2 separate regions of the Canis lupus genome follow, and region 2 is linked to region 1. Evidence: chromatin contacts called from public Hi-C data. All regions are on one chromosome and are shown on one strand. The core of a region is the stretch at or near the end of the contact, and the rest is flanking DNA. Distances in the headings are between cores, read along the strand shown.

Region 1 (4,430 bases), core at 1,753-4,252:
ACGTATTTCACCTGAGTCCCAGTTGGTGATTTAATTAAGGCAAAACTCTTTAGGTAACTAAAATTTTTAAAATACCTGTGCGTATATATAGATGAACAAGAAATTCCTTTTGCCAAAAGAGACCTTTACTAACAGATGCCAGTAAACTCTTCATGGAAACAGAAGAAACATCTGTTCACTAAGATGTTCCCAGGAAAGTCATCTTTAACGAGCCTAGTGCGAGGGCGGAGCATGGTTTTCAACTTAACCATTTGCCAAATTATACTGTTTCACTGTTTTTAGCCTCTTTGTGACTAATATTTAGTGTAATAAAATAATAGCACTTTTTCCTGTCCTAAGATAGGTGACAGCAGCTGTTAATCAAAGTGATTTGCAAACCACAAGTCCCAGATTTAGTAAATGCTCAGCAAGTCTCATCTGCAAACCTGTTTGATTACTAATAAATGCAAGCTGGCATAGAACGGGACTCTCCCCTCCCACCATTCACCTAACGCTGTTATATTAAGCTCCTTGGCTGGGTCACACCAAACTTATTATAAACATCTCATACTGGAACAATTCCTGAAATAGCATAGTCACAATATGCTTCTGAAAACTCACTGTGCTCTTCTGTTTCAGTTCTTAGTATATGAAGTCTTGTTTTCTTCTCAGAGACTAGGAGAAGACCTGAAATCTATCCACAAGAATTCAGGAGCTCCCATGCTCTTGGGGTCTATAAAACCACACTTTCCACTAACATGCATGTCAAATGACTAAGGCTGGAAATGACAATTCAGGACCCTAGGTATCCAAAAGCCCCTTTGAAAACAATTCTAGGATTTGCCTGTGCTGAAAGCAACATCTCTGGGGAATCCTAGCTTTATCACCACAAGCATATAGAGTTGGGGGCTGGGAGTGAGGAGAAGATTGAGGCTACCCCGCGGATGGTTTTTACCTGTTTAAAACAGGACTTTATTGACCTTAGATGACTACAGGCCAGCATCCACCAAAGTTTAGCTACTTAGTTTGGGGAAAACTCACCACTTTATTTTCAGTTTACCAGCACTCCAAGGACCATCTTCTGAAAACAGACCCAAGAGCCGAGGCTCACAGGATCAGGTGATTGGGTGGAGTTAACTTCCACAGGGGCCCTAAGGAGCAAGCTGAGAGATTACCACTAGAGAAGAGGGAAGCCAGTGATCAGCTGCACCTGCCTCATTGGTCTGTGCCAAGATCTTAAGAGGGAGAGGGGGAGGAAAGATGGAGGAGGAGGGAGGACCACTACTTTGGCCATATCTATGCCATTTTTGTGTGCTCCCCACCATGGTAATAGCAACAAAATAAACATCATCCAGAATATAATCCGGATGGAGGAAATGTCACATTTTAACTTAAGTGTAATAGGTTTCTGTTGGACCAAGTGCTGTATGGTTTCTAAAAACACTGATGATATTAATCATTCCCTCTCTTATGGGACCATATCTGGTTTGGGAGACACAGGGTATCGACTACACAAAGTGCACTAATTAAGCCAAGAAGTACACGAACAGTACATCAAACTCCGTGGGAGGTCAGGACAGGGAGAGGTCAGTGTGAGTTGACAAGTGTTTTTGAAGTGAGACATAAACGGAGCTTTAAATAATACACTATTTGGGGAAGATATGGGCTTGGTCTAATCTGTGAGGTGGGGAGATTAAGCCTATTGCTTGGCAGCACTGGATAAATGGAACCTCGAGGTAGGTAAGAAGATACAGAATAGTGAAAAAAAAATGTTAAGTCTACAGAGGTGATATACAGGCAGATTCAGACCTGAATGGCATTTTTTTTTTTTGTGATGCCATTTCCCATCTGAGAAAATAATATTGGGGGGATACAGACTTTTTTTAACGTCTTTTTTTTAGATTTCATTTATTTATTCATGATAGAGAGAGAGAGAGAGAGAGAGAGAGAGAGAGAGACAGGCAGAGGGAGAAGCAGGCTCTATGCCAGGAGCCCAATGTGGGACTCGATCCCGGGACCCCAGGATCACTCCCTGGGCCAAAGGCAGGCGCTGAACCGCTGAGCCACCCAGGGATCCCCAATACAGACTTTTTGAAAGATTTTATTTCACAGAGAGACAGAGCTGAGAGGGGCAGGAGGAGAGGGAGAAGCAGGCTCTCCGCTGAGCAGGGAGCCCCAGGAGGGGCTGGATTCCAGGACTGAGATATCATGACCTGAGCTGAAGGCAGAAGCTTAACCGACTGAGCTGCCCAGGTATGGGGACACACACACACATCTTAAAAATAAAACAAAAAAACAAACCAGCATCAGGATTCCAAACATACAACATGAAACATGTAAGTGGAACATTTTGTTCTCAAACTAGCAGTTTTGCTTACTGCCCCCTGGGCTTCTCTAGTCAGACCACTTCATCCCTAATCACATGCTTCACAGACTTCAGCACTGGTGATTTCCTACTTCTCTTCTATTTTCTCTCTTCCTCACTTAGCCTTGGGTGCTCTGAAAATCTATTTTTGGAATATCTAGGTTTCTATATATGCTCCTATTCCTGTGTGTCATTTCTGTCCCCAAATGAGAGGGAGGAGAAGTATGGTAGTTGAGAGTTGGAGCTCTGGATTCAAATAGACTGAAGTCAGATCCCAACTCTGCCCAATTAGTTTTGTGACCTCCGACAAATTACTTAACTCTGTGTTTCAGTTTCTTTATCGGCAAAACCAATATTATGAATGACCTCTCGGGTTTGCTGCCAGGATTAAATGAGATAACACACGTATGAAGCATTTTCTGAAACTCTCATTTATTCACTTTTACAGCACAAAATAGTGCCCAGAAAGAAATAACCAATTAACCCGTTCCTCTCATTGACTTGCTCTGTTTAATTTACCATGAAGTGAACTATTATAACATCTACACTTATGATCTTCTTATCAATTCACAGATACCGAAACCAGCAACACCCAGAGAGATTTCCCTCCTAGTCATAAAGGAAGCCAGCGGTGGAGCCAAAAATAATATTAAAATTCTGAATCCACTAGACCATATCACCTGTCTGGCAAATTGTACTCTTACTTCCTGCTCCACATGAGTGTATTACACTTGATGTTTCACAAAGTAGTGAAAGGAATAGCCTGAACAATAAATTCCAATGGATGTGTAAGGAATTAAATAAACATATTATTCCATTATTTATTTATTGTTTGCCTCATATGATTCTGACAGAATGTGCTCATGTGGTGCTTTGCCCCTGGACAGCACAAGCTGGTGATCCCTGTACCTGTCCCAAGGCAGCCAGAAATGTGCAGTTGCCACCAAAACAGCTTCTCCCACCCCAAACACATGCTTTGTTAACACAAAAGAGGATATTAAGGGTTATAATATGGATTAGGCAAACAACAACAATAAAAAAACCAAGATGAACAAACCAACAAATAAAAAACCAAGATGAGGCTTTGAGTTTTTGGATATACTATAGATAGAGTTGATAACAGCATGGTGGTAGACTTGCCAAGTCATTTCCCCTTAAAGGCATGTTGACCAAGCAGGGCCCCTGACATTGCCAGACATGAAAGTAACTGTCTGTTTTGTATCAGAGAACCACTGAGGGATACTGCAAGGAAATAAAATCTTAGTAGGTGAGAAAGGGGGAAAAAAAAAATATATATATATATATATTTTTTTTTTTTTCACATAACGCATATCCCTTTCTAACTCAATCTTTAATGTTGCTAAACATTAGCCAGTAGCTAGGTCTCTGAGATTAACTCACATTGACCCAAGGGACTTACTTTGTCAAACCAAGAGTAGATTGGAGGGGATAGGAGGAAGAAGGAAGGAAAGAAAACCAGATAGTGGAATCATCCTTCAGCAGAGTCAAACATAACATGCCTTTCATTTTTCAAAGCCTGCTCTATGTAAAATGCATGATTTCTTATAATGTACTCTACTGTGCCCTTGTATTCTAGGTGTCATCATCTTTACATTTCTTTTAATAGAACTTTAAATAAAATCTGTGTCCTCAGGAAGCCAATTTTCTTTTTTTTTCTTTAATTTAGGAAACCAATTTTCATAGAGATACTATCCCAGAAAGAAAAGGATTGGAAAGTAAGTAATCTATGGATTCCATTATGAAGTGAACATTTTGTTTTGTTTTGCTTAAATTTTATTTATTCATGAGAGACACAGAGAGAGACAGAGGAAGAAGGCTCCCTTCAGGGAGCCTGATGTGGGACTTGATCCCAGGACCCCAGGATTGCACCCTGAGCTATAGGCAAATGCTCAACTACTGAGCTACATAAGCGCCCCTGAAGCGAACATTTCAAAAGGAAATTTGGCAATTCCTTTTCAGAGGACAGTGGAAGTAAAGCAAGGCCCTGAAGATAGTACCAAGATATATATTCGCTGAGTGAAAATCATCTGTTGCCCTTCCTTCCAGATCTACCCAGAAGTAAAGC
Region 2 (4,277 bases), core at 715-3,214, 360 kb before region 1:
ATGATTAAGACACTTTTTTCTTACATTAGTCCCTGTGAATGTAGGGAATAATGGTTGTGAAGCAAGTCCGTCTTTTGTTCTAATGTGGATTTTAAAGCATAAACCGACTCGCAGTACCATGGGCACACCCCAAGTGTTTTACTTTTCAGGCGCATTGCCCATAATCCGTTTGGCAGCAGGGGGCGCTCTTCTGTTAAAATCCGAAATTTCTTTTTAAAAAGCTTTTAGGGTAGCACTTGCTTTAGCATCCAACGAACAGCAGTTAAAGTATCGTTTTCAAACAACGAGAGTACGTTTGAGCTTTGGGCTTCATTTAGGGGAGAAGGATAGCAAAGTGTAACGTTTATGAAATAGATTTTAATGAGAGCGTTGGTTTTAGCGCATGCTTACTCTCTTCTGAATAAATGTATTCATCCCGCCAATATTTACTGAGGTGCAAGATCCCAGCCTATGGATCTTCCAGCAGCCATCCCCTGGGGCTTGGATAGTGTTGTTACAGGAAGGCTTGGAACTTTAGAAAATGCTGTGTGCGCTTTCAGGGAAGAACATCTTAAAACAAAGAGAAGGAATTAAGTCATCACCTTTATCCCACTCAGATGTAAAGAATTCACTGTGTAAAATAGATCCTACCCAAGGTGTTTGGAACAAACAGCAGAAAGTCCCCACCCTCAGTTCACAACCTGCAGAGATAAATGATTTTGAAACATCCGACTATGAATATATGACACTATCTGCATTTTTCCTCGCCTGATCTACAGCTCTTTTCTGGACAGAACCTTCTGTGCCCTTCTACAGTCCACAACATAGGATTGCTTCCTGGTTTGCAAACCGTGGTCGGTTCCTCCCTCCCTGACCTTCCCCACCACCGGCTCCCAGAGCGAACCAACCCCGGGCAGGGTCAAGTTGCTGCACATTTTCAATTGCTACAAGAGATTCTCTTCTGCAAGAACCGTGGGGAAAGTTTCCGGATAGCCGTTTGGATTAGCTAACTGGCTCATTTAAAAAAAAAAAAAAAACTAAAGACTGAAACGAGGAGGCATCCTACATCTTGCATCTTCCGAACCCTCCTTGTTTCATTTTCAAGCTCATGAGGTCTTCTCAGTGATCATGTATGCAAAAGCCATTTTTGAACACCCCAAGTCGCAAGTCATTGGACAGGACTCTCGATGCGAGTCGCACTCCCACGTGGTGCCTCTGCGATCCACCTTGAGCGTTTGCTCGGGTTATAAACCCTTAAAACTTGGTGCCTTTTCTTTCGGATAAAAGCAAAAAAAAAAAAAAGTCTAAAAGGGCGGGCCTCCGGCTTCCCCAAAGTGATCCTTCTGGGAAGCAATCTGCATCCCGCAGCACTGCTGCACCGCCCGAGACCTACAGGGCCCGCAGCGCTGGCGGCGCCGCCCGCCGCCCGGCCGCCCCGCAGCCCCTCCGCGGTCCCCGCGCGCCGCCGGCGGAGGAGGGGCGCTCGCGGCCGAGGTCGCCGCCCGGTTGAGCAATCCGCCTATGCAAATAAGCAGGATCACGACAGCCAATGGGAGGCCGCCTCTGCCCTGACGCGCGCGCCCCGAGCCCGTAGTATTTATAGATCGTATTTAAAGAGCCCTTGGGAGTCTCCCCGGGCTCGGCTGGGCGGCGGCGGCGGCGGCGGCGGCGGCGCATTTAGCCCGGCGCGTGCGGTGGCGGAGCGGTCGCTGCCGGTCCCATCCCAGTGGGGGTGTCGGACGTGGGGGGGCGTCCGAGCACGCTCCGCGGCGGTTTTTACCCACTTCCCAGCCTCGGTGTCTGGAGAGGGGGAGGAAATGCTGCAGCTTCGGCAATAGTTTGACTTAAAACAAAGGCAGGGATGTGGGATCTCCCAGCCCCCGGGGCGGGCGCGCGGGGGGGGGGTGGCTGAGAAGGGGGCAGAACGTTTGAACCGACCCCGCCCCGGCCCCACACTTGAGCCCCGAGCGGGCGCCGTTTCCTGGCGCTGGGCTGTGCTCCGCAGAGGGCGGCCTTCCTGGGGGGAGGGGAGGGCGATAGGGCCCGAAAAGCCCAAAGCCGTGGAATTCGGGGGCGGGGCTAGTGGGCCAGTCAAAGCGTCCTCGCGGAAAATAAATGGCAAGATAGTGGCAATGATGATCTCGGCGCGCGGTCGGCGGATCTCCAGGCTCCCCGCCAGCGGGCTGCACGCTGCAGCGCGAGAGCAGGAAGCTGGCATTACGTCAGAGCAGCGGAGAGCCCCGAAGTGCAGCCGTTGCGTTTGCAGGGCTGGCCGGCTTCCTCCCCCACATTTCCCCCTTTGAGTTCTTGGAGAGGCCTGGCCGGCCGCGGCCCGGGGTGCTGGGCGCTGCGGGGCTTCGCCGCAAAAGGGGAGGGGGGCGTCCGGGCAGCCCCGAGCTGCTGCGCGTCGCCCTCCCCCGCCGGCTTCTTAGAAGCCACAGCCAATTCCTTTCGAAGGTAGCCCGGCGCTCAGCTGGAGGTCCTAAATTCCGGGGGGGCGGGGGGGCGGCGCGGAGGGCTGGGCTGCTGTCCTGGGGCGGCGCCGGCGCACGTCGACCCCAGCCGAGGGGCGGCTGGTGGAGGAGAAGGCCCAGCCACGTGTAGGAAGGGACGAGGGCCCCCCACCCCCCCACCTTGTCAGGGCCTGGGCACAGGAAACCATCATCTGGGGCCGGGTCAGCGCTCCTTCGACCCCTCCTGACCGACGTGAACCGGCAGAGTGTTGTGAATGAGCACAGTTTTGCCTTTGGGCGTGTGGAGCGGGCCGCGAGCTTCACCTGCGCCGCTGCTCCTCCGCTCCCCGGGTCGGGGTCATTACGAGGTAACCTTGGCAACCGGTTCCAGGCTCCGGCCCGCTCCACCCCTGGGCAAAGCTTAACACGCACACAAAAAAGGTGGTGACGATAGCTAATGATTGTTGACTGTTCTGTGCAAATGCAGCTTGCTCAGGGCTTTGTCCGACTTTATCTCCCAGCAGCTGGATGAGGTGCGTGCGTACTATTATCCCCGGTTTACAGATAAGGAAACCGATTCCAAGAACCCGAGCGTCCACCAGGCAGGGGGAGGGGGACGCGGGCAGCCGGACTCCAAAGCCCACAGCGTTAACCTCTCTGGGCCACCTGGAGGGTGGAGGGGAGACGACTGTGGTCTGGGGGAGCTTCCAGGCCCACCGCGCCCCGCACCTTTATTCAGCCCTGATATCCTATGCACTATAATAAACCTGCCCTGGTCATGAGGCACCTGGCCGGCTTAGTCAGTGGAGCACGTGACTCTTGATCTCAGGGTGGTGAGTTCTAGCCCCGTGTTGGGGGTGAAGATTACTTAAAAACCAACCCAAACCTAGTCTTGGTTAAACTGGTGGGTGTCATGTGGCAGGCTTAGCAGGTTTAGTCTCTTTAGATAAGAGAGATCTTGGGAAAACCCAAGTTACCTAAGCTAATTTTCTCATTTGCCCTGTTTGCAACAGTATCTTATAAACTGTTTAATGATTAACTTTATATAGCACCTCATTTTTAGCGCAGGCCATTGGATAATGTGAAATCCTTTTCTCCCCATTAAGCTTATAGGGAATCGAAAGAACTGAGTGAGATTATCATGTAAATAAGGATTGAGGCCACGTTCAGAATTAGCACAGAGCCTAAATCAAGGTCAGAGGAGTCTGGTCTTTGTTTTCCCTGTTGGTTGCCTTATCCTCTTCTCTAGCATCTGGGCAACGGAGCGAGCAGGGAAGGGAAACTGCCTGTGCTTTTGGAAGATTGTGATTAGTGTCTGGGAAGGGAAATCCAAACGAGGAAAGGCTTATAAGGACCTGCTTATACAACCACAACTGTGTACACAGGTATACTTGGGAGATACTGCAGATTCAGTTCCAGATCATTGCAATAAAGCAAATGTCATAATAAAGTGAATCAAATTAATTTTTTGGTTTCCCAGTTTATATACAGGTTATGTTTGCACTATACTGTAGTCTGTTAAGTGTGCAATAGCATTATGTCAAAAAAAATGTTTTCACATTTAGAACTTAAAATATTCTATTGCTGAGGCACCTGGCTGGCTCAGTCAGAGGAATATGCAACTCTTGGTCTCAAGGTTGTGAGTTCGAGTGCCACGTTGGGTATAGAGATCACCTGAATAAAATAAAATACTTCATTGCTAAAAATGCTAACCATCAAAAAAATAAATAAAAATAAATAAATAAAATAAAAATGCTAACCATCATCTGAGCTTCCAGCAGGTTGTAATCAGTGATCACAGGTAATAGATACAGATTTATTTAAAAATAAATAAAAATAAATAAA

What was found. Hi-C and Micro-C count contacts between places; a contact is called where the count stands out from the background.
Region 2: a contact with region 1 is called in a Hi-C map of blood, with 9 times the contacts expected there. The contact joins two enhancer-like sites. A contact is called at or near these places in 4 of 9 Hi-C or Micro-C datasets (amygdala, blood and liver).

The regions. Positions count from the first base shown.
Region 1 is chr27:24,042,398-24,046,827 of UU_Cfam_GSD_1.0, reverse strand. No RefSeq gene overlaps it. Among named protein-coding and RNA genes, the nearest start is that of BCAT1, 39 kb to the right of the region's middle. Within about 2 kb of position 3,002, at least 1 of the 20 cell types and tissues checked has an H3K27ac peak or open chromatin away from gene starts, as enhancers often do. A contact at or near this core is called in blood, where this site is marked.
Region 2 is chr27:24,397,123-24,401,399 of UU_Cfam_GSD_1.0, reverse strand. No RefSeq gene overlaps it. Among named protein-coding and RNA genes, the nearest start is that of KRAS, 120 kb to the right of the region's middle. Within about 2 kb of position 1,964, at least 18 of the 20 cell types and tissues checked have an H3K27ac peak or open chromatin away from gene starts, as enhancers often do. A contact at or near this core is called in blood, where this site is marked.